2 separate regions of the Tachysurus vachellii genome follow, and region 1 is linked to region 2. The links are chromatin contacts, called in public Hi-C maps. All regions are on one chromosome and are shown on one strand. Each heading gives the region's core, a stretch centred on a gene start, on an enhancer-like site or on the middle of the called end of the contact. The rest is flanking DNA. Distances are from core to core; before and after follow the strand shown. Region 1 holds the start of dmtn (dematin actin binding protein). Region 2 holds the start of tacc1 (transforming, acidic coiled-coil containing protein 1).

Region 1 (7,185 bases), core at 456-2,955, 210 kb after region 2:
CGTAAAGCAGCCCTACTGACATGATTTATCACCAGAGAGGCAAACTGTGGCCGAGGGACCCAGCTGCATCAGATGCTCTTTAATCCCAGTTCAATTTGAGAAATATCTTTCTTTAAACGCCTCCTGTTTGACCTACTGCACATACGATATTTTAATTCTTCGTCTTGATCAGATGATCAGGTTCAAGTCTGGGTGCATGATGCATGGTGAAGAAGCGAGCATTTTATTCCTTATTGTTGAGGAGACATACAGTATAACTCGGTTTATTTCTGAAAATGGAATAATTCATAATTTGGTAAATGGAAATAAGGTTTCTCTCTCTCTCTCTCTCTCTCTCTCTCTCTCCACACACACACACAAACACACACACACACACACATCTGGCTTCCTGTTTTTGACATGTCCTGATCCAACCGTCCTTATCTCGTACAGTGCTCCTCTCCATCCTGTATCACACACACACAGGCTGCAGATGAACTACATTAACACGTTTCTTCTCTGTCCAGGTCTAAATCAGCTACTTTTTTTTCTAGAAAAAGAATTGTTTCCCAACACGTTATGCACATGGTAACATGTTTTTTACTAAATTCCTTAACAAACAGCACGTGTACAGTATGTTTAAAAATGATGTAGATGTTTAAAACTGATTGCTGTGTAAATAGAAAGTGTCGTCCCAGTCCCTTCATCTTTTATCTGTCTTGCTTAATAAACCCAACAGAATTGTAATTAAACAAATTGGAGAGAAGTTGTGTTTTAGTTCATACTAACATTCAGATTCAGCTCAGATTAGCATGCATGGGGAAGAAGAACCTTCTTTACACTGTTAATGATGCAGCTTTGTTGGGCGTGAAAGAAAAATAAAAGATAAAAGACTAACACTATGTTCACAGTCTTTCCAAAGGCCAATAAAAGTCACTGTGTCACTCAGACTAACTGCTAAACATCCCACACTGTGAGCCATCAACTCATTTTTAGGAAGAACCCAACGATATATTTATTTAACAAAACATTCAGCTTTTGTGTTTCATTCATTTTGTTTGGTTTTGTATATTAGTTATTGTTATAACGATTAATAAGTAATATTAACATTAATAATGATTCTGTACTACATTGTAGTTGACTAGTCATGTTAAATAGAAAAAAAATATTTACTTATTTATTTATTTATCTATCTATTATTCTTTCTTCCCTATATTTCCATTTACTGTATTTAAAACTTTTTTTAATTTTTACTTGTGATTATCATATTTGATATAAATGCTATAGATGTTTTAAATCGATGTTAAACAGGTTAATCTCTGCTCCAGAAATGATCAGTCTCGTTTTACTGAGCTATTTTTGACTTTACCACATGGTCAGTCATGGTACTAATCTGTTTCAGCCAGGCTCAGTTGCTGAAAACACAGCGCATGATTACAGAGGAAGAACATTGGTGAAGGAGAGACAAGAGCAAATTGTAAGGGAAATAAAGGCGCAACAAACCCATGCGGCTCGGCTTTCCATGTTGATGAGGAAATCCTACGCTGACATTCTCACACTTCCTCTCATCCTGCTCTTCTGCTCCTCCTCGGCCTCACGTTTTTTTTTTTTTTTTTCTCAAACTTCAATTTGTTTTTGTTTTTATTTCACCTTTCTCTCTCTTTCCAAATATACCTTTAGAAATTTCTTGCCTGCCTCTTTCCCACTGCTTCTCTCTCTCTCTCCCTCTCTTTCTCACTCTCTCTCTCTCTCTCTCTCTCTCTCTCTCTCTCTCTCTCTCTCTTCCTCTCTCTCTCTCTCTGACTCCACCCCTTTCCTCTCTCCACCCTAACTGTAATTCTTTATCTCAGAGCGGCATGAGAAGCCAACGCCCAATCAGGCCCTTTGGTGCCGTTTCCACAGCAACGAACCTCTCAGCTCCATCGTGGTTAAAATCCTCTGATGCTCTGTTCTGTTCTGTTACACACACACACACACACACACACACACACACACATTCACAGTACACTAAGAGTTGAGTTATGTTTGATCACTTAAAAGCACTCATTCATCCTCATCCTCCTCAGCGGCGAACACTACTTTACTCAACAGTGAAACATTTCCAGTGTTTAGCTGAGTAAAAAATCCTCATAGAAACCTGAGATCTAAGAGACACACGCTGTTCGCTTCATCAGTAATCACTCAGTAGAGTGTAGTGAACTGAACACACAGTGCTAACTGTTGTTAGTCTAAGGGTTGGGCATGAGATTGATATACACTAAAATACAGCATGATATGCTCTTCTGAGAAAATCACAGATAGTATCTACACTCTACACACTGGCCGATTCTGCTCTTACTCACAGTGGCTCTTGTTTATTCATCTGAACATGAGCAGAAATCTTTTGCAAGTCATGTAGTGCTTATGAAAATAGTTATTTTGAAAAACATATTTTTTAATATTCTATATAACGTCCTGAATTTGTGTAAATGTACTTACATATAGACTCATTAGTGTGAAATTAGACTGAATTCAATTAAACGTAATGGCGACCTATAAAATGTGAAAAAGTGTGTGAATAACTGTGCTAGCCGACATGCTTCAGTAGCTGAGCTGCATTATGGGAAGACTGATTTATTGAACGGTGTATTTATTGTAGGAGTTGCTTATTAATGATTATATGAATCTTTGTAATGTATCAGCAGCAGGTCAGTATTTATTAACATACACTGCAATGTATGGACAAAAGACTGGGCTCAACTGACCATCCCATTCCAGATCAAGGCCTCTGCTGTTATAATAAGCTCCACTCGTGTGGGAAGGCTTCAGACTATATGTTGAAATGTGGCTGTGGGATTTGTGTTCATTTAGCTACAAAATATTAGTGAGCTCACACACTGATGTTGGGTGAGGAAATTTGGAGTGTAATCAGTGTGCAAGTTCATCCCAACGGTGTTTAGTAGGGTTGAGTCCAGGTCACTCCAACCTTAACACACCATGTCTCCATGGTTTGTGCTTTATGCACAGGTGCCTTGTCATGCTGGAACATTGTTTGTGCCTCTTAGTTCCTGTGAAGAGAAATCTCAATGCCACAGCACACAGACACAGTGGAAAGAGTTTGAGGAAGAACCTCATATGAGTGGGATGGTCTGGTGTCTGCAAACCTATACTGTAGGTCCAGATATCATGCACATGAGCATGAAGAACATCGCTGTAAAACCTTTGGAAATCTGGTGGGAATATTTAGCTCAGTTTGGTCTATGAAAAGACCTGATAAATGATAAATGAGGCTTGTTACTTTTTATCAGTCATATTTCTGCCATGAATTCCTCCCTCAGGGTGCGTCACGGTTCCCAGCATGAACAGCTCTGCTTCCTTGTTTTGTCTCAACCCCGTCTTGTCATTGTTGTGATTATGTGCAGTTGTGTGATTTATTTTTTACAGCATCCTGCATCCTATTTCTCCTCAAACTACACATCTTACACTTGAACACTAAAATGCTAATAAGAAAAACACTGATTACTAGAACCCTGAAGTTGACGTATGTAAGCTTTATTAACTAATGCTGGATAGAAAAGTGTTTCCCTTCCAACATCACAGCTTGGAATTGGTTCCATTAAACTTTGAAATATCTGGTGACTACTACAGACTCTTATCAAATAAAATCTAATGTTTATTCAGTATCTATACTCCTTTATGTGTAATGCATTACAGATAAAAACAATGTGTTAGTGTTTGATCCTCCTTCATGCTATTGTTAGTCTACTTTGATGCCTTTCATGGCTTTTATATAAAACAATGGCTTTGCACAACACTTTGTCCCCCAAGAGAAATCCTGTGTCTCAAGACAAACATACACACACACACCCACCCACACACACACACACACACACACACACACTTACACTTCTCCACTCCCACTTTTCATTTCACTAAATAGTCCTCTGCGAATCCCTCCTGAGCTCTTCTGCAGCATCACAACACATACTGGAGTTCATTTAAAAGAGCTTGCACATCATTATAGATTATTTGAAGTGTAGTTATTACTGTTTGGTGATAAACTCTAATTATTTGTTATGAACAGTTTTTTAAAAAAAATTCTGTTGTTTAATCTATTGTTCATGTGCCTCACATCTCACATAAACAAATCTAAATACTAATCAGCCGTATTCTAGTTGCATCACACCCCTCTCCTTATTCAGAGATTATAAAACACACACACACACACACAGACACACACACACAAACACACACATACACACATGCACAAGCACATAAAGCATCAGTTCAAATCCTCAGGGACAAGATGCTTTATCTCCTATTTCCACTTCCTGAGCCTGGAAAGGTTTTGGATGCATTTCCGGCAGGACTGTTTATATTGATCAGCAGTGACAGAGATTGAAGTCTCACATCTGGATTTCTATAAACCTTTCCATGGTGGACTGTAGTGATGGGACAGTAGTGAAAATTACAAGACGACTAAAAGCTGCTCAGATTAACAGAGAGACTGACTAATGGATCTGTACAATCAGATTAGTCTCATTGATTACATCACTAATGCACTGCAACTCCTGTAAAGGCACAATGGAGAAGCTTCAGTGAATGATAAATGTGAGGATTAGTAGAGAATATGTGCAACCAAGCTATGTATGGCTCAGTGGTTAGGGATCTGGGCTCAGAAGGTTGGCAGTTCAAGTCCCAGGACCACTAAGCTGCCTCTGTGGGGTGTTAAAGGGTCAAGGGCTCTGCTCAAGCACCCCACAGTGGCAGCTCCAGTGGCTCTGCTCTGAGGCACCAAATATACGTGTGTGTACAACTTGTTTTATGTTATTACCTCATTAGCCAATTGTGCAGCAGCGCAATGCATAAAAAAGACAGATCAAGGAAACCCAAAATGTGGCCTGGGCAAAAAGATCTCTGCCATCTTTTAGTACAAACACTAACGTGATAACATCTACATTTGCTTGTATGTGTCATATTGATCATATTAATAAAGTGTTTACTTAGAGCCTAATGAACAAAGTTATTTGAAGTTATAAAAAAGACATCTTAGCCAGATGTTCACGGCACATCTAGATTTTGGCCAAACTTTAGATTTCTAGGATTTATAACTTTATTTTATATATAGGAAATGATGAGTATTTAGGGGTCTCATCTAGCCAGACCAGGACCAGCAATTAAAATGAACTAATGGATTTATTTTTATGAGCCATTTCAGATAGAGGCCCAATAATAAACATTTATGGATGTCTCCGGTGGTCTCTGGTGCTCACTGCTAATGCTCTAGATCAGAGGTATTCAACTAAAATGTAAAGAGGTCCAGTAAGAGAAAATTTCTTGAAGCAAAGGTCCAGAAGATCATTATGTCTAACTAGTTAGTGTGATATATATTTATGAAGCCTAGTAGTTGTATCAACATCTGCAAGCAATCAATACCTGACTGTCAAATCAAATAAATTCAGTACAATTCAAAACTTTTTGACAATATTTATTGTCACGTAACATGTGGAGGTGCTCATTAGTGACCCTGGAACCATATTTAGATTTGATTATGTTCATTGTAGTGAAAGCTGCCTCGCAGTTGTATGTAGAGCCAAACATGGTCAGGATGTACAGGGCTACTTCACTCAGACCTGGGAAAGCTGTCTCAGGGACGCTGTCTTCAGATTTGAGTGGATGTGTTTGTTCAAAACCTTTATGTTTTGTCTCATAATGGCGTTTCACATCGCCACTTTTAATAAGTGTCACAGTTTCTGAACATATGAGACACACTGGTTTAGTGGGAAGTGGGAAGTGTGAACAGAAATGAGTCTGTCCATTCTGGATTAAATGCTCTATTTTCGCCATTTGTTCTTTATTCTCCCTGTCTGTTTCTATCCCTTTCTCCGTCTCACTCGTCTGTTTCTATCCCTTTCTCCGTATCACTCGTCTGTTTCTCTCCCTTTCTCCGTCTCACTCGTCTGTTTCTCTCCCTTTCTCCGTCTCACTCGTCTGTTTCTCTCCCTTTCTCCGTCTCACTCGTCTGTTTCTATCCCTTTCTCCGTATAACTCGTCTGTTTCTATCCCTTTCTCCGTCTCACTCGTCTGTTTCTCTCCCTTTCTCCGTCTCACTCGTCTGTTTCTCTCCCTTTCTCCGTCTCACTCGTCTGTTTCTCTCCCTTTCTCCGTATAACTCGTCTGTTTCTCTCCCTTTCTCCGTATCACTCGTCTGTTTCTCTCTCTTTCTCCGTCTCACTCGTCTGTTTCTATCCCTTTCTCCGTCTCACTCGTCTGTTTCTCTCCCTTTCTCCGTCTCACTCGTCTGTTTCTCTCCCTTGTTTTCTACATGTATCGCTATCTTTCTTTCATGTGTAACTTTACTTTAATTCTCTCTCATCTGTCTTGCGCTGTTAAGTCGCAGTGTTTACTTCAGGAATTCACAGACTTGATTGGCTGAGTGGTGTCACGTGGGATCTTAACTCGTATACAATTGGTCTGTGCGTATCCACTACCTTTACCGTAAAGATTGCAAAAGCTGCGCCGATTAAATTAGAAGCGCCCCGTCAAGTTTTAAAGCATAACCTTTTGTTTTGGCCGTAGGTCCGGGTCCGTATTGGACAGCTTCTGGGTCCGGACCTGTTAGTGACCTCTGCTCTAGAGATTAAAAGAAAGTGTTTGGGAAGACCTTTATCTGAGTGCTCATCAGGAACGTTAGAGTTCCTTTTATCTATCTTTAACAATTCATTTCATTAAACCTCAGGAGGTTCCACAAATCTCAAAAATACTATGTTTGGAGTCGAAGTGTCATTTTTTTGGTTGCTTAAGTATTCACCCTTTGTTCACCCTACTTAAAAAAACATCTTTGATTGTAAAATCTGTAATCAGGACAACTTTATATACCAGAAGTATACCAGCAAAAGGTATGAATACTTATAAGTGCCCATAAATGCAATCACAAATTGTATGTTTATGGTTTCTATATTATTTTCTACTGTGCATGTAATCCAAGTTACGTCCAGCATGAATCCCAAATTCAGTTCCATAACATGACACAACTAAAAAAATGTGGTAAAGTTCACGGTGGGTGAAACCTACGCAAGGTGCTGTTACTTTCCTGATATATCAGGAACGCTGATATATCATATGTTATGATTACACTCCATCACTTTCAGTTAGTGCTTTATCCTGGTCATAGTCATGCTGAATCCAGACAATATATAAGGACACCACTGGAGATGTACACACACT
Region 2 (6,742 bases), core at 1,837-4,336:
GTTTAAAGACTAACTATTAGGATCATGTTATTTATTAGCTGTTGTTGCTAGCTGTTGTTGCTGTTGTTATGGCTATTTTTTAGCCTCGAGGCATCTCAGAATCTCACCTCATCTAAGAATGAGAACATGTTCGCTAGTTAAACAACAATTAATTCAGTGAGCTCAGCCTGTGGCTTCATTACATACACTATGCAATAGCACACTCGGGCATAAGATCTGAAGTCTAGTTTAAGTTTCACAAGACAGTTTATTACATATCAGTATTGCTGTCTCAGGTTTGTGCCTCTTACTAAAAGCATGTGGACTCGCATGCTAAATGCCAGTGTAGTACACCACTTTATGAATGTTTTATTTGGTTCTTCTGGGCCTGTTTGAACTTTTTTCTTGCATTTACAGACATTATATTACTTAATTGGGCACGGTGGCTTAGTGGTTAGCACGTTCGCCTCACACCTCCAGGGTCGGGGTTCGATTCCCGCCTCCACCTTGTGTGTGTGGAGTTTGCATGTTCTCCCCGTGCCTCGGGGGTTTCCTCCGGGTACTCCGGTTTCCTCCCCCGGTCCAAAGACATGCATGGTAGGTTGATTGGAATCTCTGGAAAATTGTCCCTAGTGTGTGATTGTGTGAGTGAATGAGAGTGTGTGTGTGCCCTGCGATGGGTTGGCACTCCGTCCAGGGTGTATCCTGCCTTGATGCCCGATGACGCCTGAGATAGGCACAGGCTCCCCGTGACCCGAAGTAGTTCGGATAAGCGGTAGAAGATGAATGAATGAATATTACTTAATTTAGGCTTTAACTGTTGTCTGAGGTAAAGCAGGTTGATTAAGAAGACTGTGGGCTCATGAAGGGTTAATAATCTGACAAGATATGTCAGATGTGTTAAAGCAACCATGGATTGGACGTTATGTCTGATATCATTCCCTCATTCATTGTATGAGGCATTATATGAGGCAGTGGAGAGGGACTTGATCACTAATCAGAGACTGATCATTTCCATTGCAAATATTTGTGTTACATTTGACAGTTCAGTTTTGTGGCTGATGTAACTGATGTTAAATCTATACTTCGCTATGTTGAACATACACTCACTATCCACTTTAATAGGAACACCTGTACACCAAACACCTGTAATAACTCAAATAATCTTTACAACTGTAGTGATCAGAAAAACATTTCAACATGCACAAAGCATCAAACCTTGGCTTGGATTGTCAAGGTTTGTCAATAGAAGATGAGTACATTGGGTTCCTATCATGTCAGCTAAGGACAGGAATCATAGGTGCAGGCTATGGATGGTTAAAGATTAGAAAGTGAACTTTGATTTGAAAATGCATCAAAGTTCATGATTTTACATGATTTTGTATGCATTGTGCGGCTGCCACGTTTGGCTGATAAGGTAACTGCATGTGTGTTCCCAATAAATTGGACCGTGAGTGTACTTCGATAGATTTTATTTCACATTATTGTACTCAAAACAGTCTCCATTTACTCTGACAGATGTTAAAAATGCTGCATCAGTGTAGCTTTAAAGCAGCCAAATCGAGTTGGCACAAGATTACTATGTCAGATAAGTGAAGGGGTGGGGCTTCCATCAGGTAAAATAATATCTGAGATTTTAAAACTGCTGATCCAATAATTAAATTACAAATGACCAACTATTATTTGGTCATTATGCAACAACATTTCATTATATTTATATATGTCTGCCTGCTTTGGGAAGAGTTACATCTGGATAATATTTATTTTTAATTGATTAAAGGTTTATGCTGTGGGTAATTATAAAGTTAATATATAAGTCCACTAGAAATTAGCTATAGTTCAAATAGTGAACCATATGTTGAACAGGAAACACATTTTACAGCCTAGGTCTTTTGTGCTGTAAAACATCTGATTCAGTTCATCCGTTCATTCACACATGTATTTAAAATGTGTGTGTGTGTGTGTGTGTGTGTGTGTGTGTGTGTGTGTGTGTGTGTGTTTGTGTTTGTGTTTGTGTTAGAAAACTGCAGAACTAAAACATGAGAAATTTCATTATTTGGTACAACACTGAAATATTCTAATTTATCACATATTTATCCAAAGTTTTAATACTGTCCCATTTCTTCAACTGATATGCAGTTTACATATTAATGTCTTGTTATAATAAATAATTTAATGTCTCAACTTATTAAAATAAATATTTTCCAAACCTACAGTGTCTCCAATAATATCTATGATGGTCTACTCATGTACAGAAGTGTTTTTGCTAGTTTTGTCATACTTAAGACTGGTGTTGTGAGCACAAATGTAGCAATGCCAGTGTATAATAAAGTATTACACTTCAAGAACTTGCTAGAAGAATGGTCTAGGCTTAATATATCTTATTTATATCCAGTGCACGTATTTCTACAAAATGATAACACCTAAGTATTTTATTTATTTGAAGTAAAATGTAATTACTGGCTAGGAAGGTAAACAACCGGGTCTTAACATGGACTCGGTCATGTGTGTTGTTGGTCACATCATGGACCCCTGTTAAACTCATCTTAACTTGACTTCAACTCAGTTGCCCAAGGTCTTGGTCTTAAACCCAACAATAGATTTCATATACATGTTTTCTATACACTGAAAAACTATGTTTCCCAATAACATTGTTAATATTCGTCTGTTTTTGTCTTGTATAGTCCAAGCAAAATGTATAGTGTTACTGATGTCTGTACTTTTAAGAGTCACCAACAGCTGGAACCAAATTCCTTGTGTGTGTGAACACACTTGGCCAATAAACCTGATTCTTATTATGAGGCTTTGCTAATTAACTAGCATGATAGCTCTCTGTGACGTAATTTAAGGGCTGGATTAAACCATGCTTTTCGTTGTTAAATGATCATTATCTATAATTAACTGGAAAATATTGAAAAAGTTATGTACATTAACGTTTTCCGTGCGTTTTATACGAAATTATTATTCTTAGCTAGCCACATACAGTTGCATGCGAAGAGTTGTACAGCAACAATGCCCGGATGAGGCGGTGAGCTCTGATTGGTTGAAAATGATCCGTAGCAGATTCATTCATACATTCCGTTACTCAACTAAACACAGCAGTGTTTAAAACCCTCCTTTTCCTCCTTTCCTTTTCCTTTTTGCTTACTGAAAGTTTCTCAGTGCGAAGCCGGACATTTAACTCCATTTAACAGCTGGAATAAATACTTTGGACAAATCCACAAACAAGTTCTATTGGGTCCAAGCACCGCAAATAAGAGGTAAGTAAACAAAACTCTTAAGGGTGTTGACGATGTACCGTTTTTGTGCGATTTCCGTTATCTTCCGTTACACTTATATAGCTTTATCTAATCCAATAGTTATGACTTCATGTTAAGTTGTATGTTAATGTCAGTGTGTTCACGTTATAAACAGCTGAAACGATACTAGATCAGGAAGTTTGCACCGCGATACCGATTGTAAATGTATCACGGTTTTCGATATCATAACAAGACTAACAATACTTATCATCTGTTCAATTCACTTTATCTCTAAATGTTATGTACACGATTCTTACTAGGACCTTAAGCTCACATGTATTATTGAATTACTGAAACTCTTAACCTGTGTATTTTACATCATGGCTCGTGTAAATTTATGTCATCACACCAAAACAAACAACTGATAATGTAAAATTAACCTGCTAATGAAAATGAGATCGAATGAACGGGAACAACATTTTTTTGTCCGTTAACATGTTTTGTTTTTGTTTTGCTATTTTATTTCCCACTGTATTTGTAACTGTTTAACATTTATTCTCATTGGTGGATTTTAAAATATTTTTGTAGCAATACTTACATGCCAAGATGTTGAAAATGTATGTTGTAGCTCATCGACTCCAAGTTTAGATGTTTTTTGCATGCCAAGATGCTTTTCTTCTCACCACGTTTGTAAAGAGTGATAATTTCAGTTACTATCTCTTTCCTGGCAGCTCGATTCATTTGGATATTTTCTTATGATATCTTTTTTTATCAACATGTTGTTTCCACCAGCAAAGTTTTTGGTTTTGCACAATTCCGAGTGAAAGACTGTTGTGTGTGAAAATGCGACGCTTGTATTGGCATGTGGGTTAGTTTTCCCCTTCTCTGCTTTATGCCTGCTATGTTTCCTGGTCTGTTTGCTGTGTCTGACATGGCTTTTGTTCTACATGTCTGAAAGTTCAAATACAGCCACTGTAACTTATCTTAGAGTCCTTAAATGCTTTTAGCTTTTGAGGAAAAACAAGCTACTGAGACTGAGACAGATCCACGTGGGAACGGTTTAGTTTGTATAAACCCAGACACAGTTTACATCATGTTCTTTTTTAGTAGAGAGGAAATTCCCAGTACAGAGCAAAGTGTGCCAACATACACCAATATTCAACACGGAATATTGTTTCATGGGAAGACTTGACATCGAGCTGCTGTATTTTGGGCAGATGTGTGGGAGTATTTCTTCTTTGAAAGGGAAGTTGAAGGAAAGTTTCATTTTCTGCTGCGTGACGAGAGTTCAGTGAATGTGAACGTTAAAAAATTTTAAAAAGAAAAAGAATATTGTGGACAAAAGTGTTGCTGTGACTGAGTCATGAATAGATTAAAGATAAATTAAGTAATAAATTGTAATAAATAATAAAGTAATAAATAATTGATAATAATAATTTAAACCTTGTCATGTCATGTTACGTGTCCTGCTCCTATTTTTAACTTTATTTGATTAACGCAGTCTGTGTAGTAACATTGGCTGATTTTAATAAATAGGATGGATTTTGACTTTGGATTAGACTTTTTTTTACTTTACTTACTTTAACTTAGTCTACTTTAAAATTAACTTAACAGGAGAAAGATGTAAATGTGTTTAAATGATAACCGATCGCATGTAATTTAAGTTTATCAAACCCACAGTCCTCGCTCATTTTGGGGATTTTGTTGCTTAGTAAGAAGAAGCTGAACATGATGCTCAATTTTCATGGTCTTTTAAGTGTAGTAAGGTGTAATATAAATAAAATAAAACTTTAGCGTGAAGGATTTGTGTAGATCTTCCCCCTAAATGGAGAGTCACTCTTCTCATATTTGTGCTGAGGTAAATATAAATCACACTAATCTCTTAAATCCTCAGCTGAGGAAGCGAGAAACATTCCTGTGATAATTATCCCACATGCTGATCAGAATTAGAGCAAGTCTGAGAGAGGCAAACACCACCACGAGTCGTCTCTTTACTGCTCAGAGCTGTAAACATGCTGCCGAGACCATTTCACCTCAGTGGCTCACTCTTGTACTATTTGTGTAGTGGGACTCAGTTAGCAATCAATGCTAAGTGATATTTTCACATCATATGGAGTATTTTCTTAGTGGTTTATCAAAATATCTGAGGAAGATATGAAACATTCATATTCCTTACCATTTTGTCTCATTTTCACTGTTACTGTACCTTTACATTGTGAGAATAAAAGAATACATATCTATATTTTAGCTATCTAATTCATTAGCCTCAGTCAGCTAGCATGTTCTCATTGTCCATATTTTGCTTTGCTTTTTTTTGACACTCACATAATTTTATTTGTTTTTGTGTGTGTTTGTGTGTGTATATATATATATATATATATATATATATATTTCTAAATTCCTGTGAGCCATTTTCTGAACTTTGACCCCTCTCTCAAAGGTCCCCACTGTACACCCACTTCTGAAATGCTCTCCTTTCGCTAGTTCTCTCCCTAAAAGGCCTCAAACACAGAAGCTATTGAGAACTCTTCCACGTTCTACCAAATTCTTCTGAGATCTGCGTGTACAATCTTACATGCACATTGCATCATTTCAATTTTGTTTTTGTCTTTGTTGCTTGGTACTAGGAGAACATTGTGTTCAGCAAGTTTGAACCGGCTCCCTAATCCCTATTCAGTGTCCTTTTACTATGTAGTGCACTATAAGGAACAGAGTGCATGAGGGATTTGGTTGTTCTTTATTCAGCCTCACCATCAATAGCCTGCTGTGGTTGTGTCCTAAACCACACACTATAGTAACTGTGGATCATCACCAAATGTTACAGTGCACTGGATACGATTTGCTATGTTGGGATGTGGTAGCCTAGTGGTTAAGGTGTTGGGCTACCAATCGGAAGGTTGTGAGTTCGATTCCTACATCCACCAAGCTGCCACTGCTGGGCCCCTGAGCAAGGCCCTTAACCCTCAATTGATCAGTTGTATAAAAATGAGGTAAAAATGTAAGTCGCTCTGGATAAGGGCGTCTGCTAAATGCTGTAAATGTAAATGGTGTAAATGCTATCTTCTTACATTAGGGCATTATATACACTTACTGACCACTTTAATAGGAACAGTGTTGATTCATGCAGTTATACAGTCAACCAATCAGATCACAGCAGCCTCAGATTTCTGTTCTTACCTGACAGGACTGGAAACTTATGTAGTCTTCTGTTCCCATCCATTTGTATCCTTTTGTACCTCATCCCCCTCAAGATTTCACATGTTGTGTGTTCTGAGATGCTTTTCTCTTCACCACAGTTGTAAAGAGTGCTTATTTGAGTTACCTCAGCCTTCCTGTCCTCTTAAACAACCCTCACCCTTTCTCATCATCTGTTGCTCATTGGATGTTTTTTGTCCACGTCAATCTGTGTAAACTCTAGAAACAATTTTGCATGAAAATCCCAGTCAGGCATGGACCACCAAGCTAAGGTTAAAGTCAGTGTGATTTCATTTCTCCCTATTCTAAACATAAGAAGCTGTATCTGT

What was found. A called contact is a pair of places that touch in the nucleus more often than the background predicts.
Region 1: a contact with region 2 is called in a Hi-C map of muscle, with 12 times the contacts expected there. The contact joins the promoter of dmtn here to the promoter of tacc1 in region 2. A contact is called at or near these places in 2 of 3 Hi-C or Micro-C datasets (both in muscle).

What each region holds. Positions count from the first base shown.
Region 1 is chr20:16,944,513-16,951,697 of HZAU_Pvac_v1, forward strand. It overlaps dmtn (dematin actin binding protein), which reads right to left and starts at 1,706. Exons shown (of 16, transcript XM_060896102.1): 1 at 1,483-1,706.
Region 2 is chr20:16,733,366-16,740,107 of HZAU_Pvac_v1, forward strand. tacc1 (transforming, acidic coiled-coil containing protein 1) reads left to right here and starts at 3,087. Exons shown (of 14, transcript XM_060896775.1): 1 at 3,087-3,239.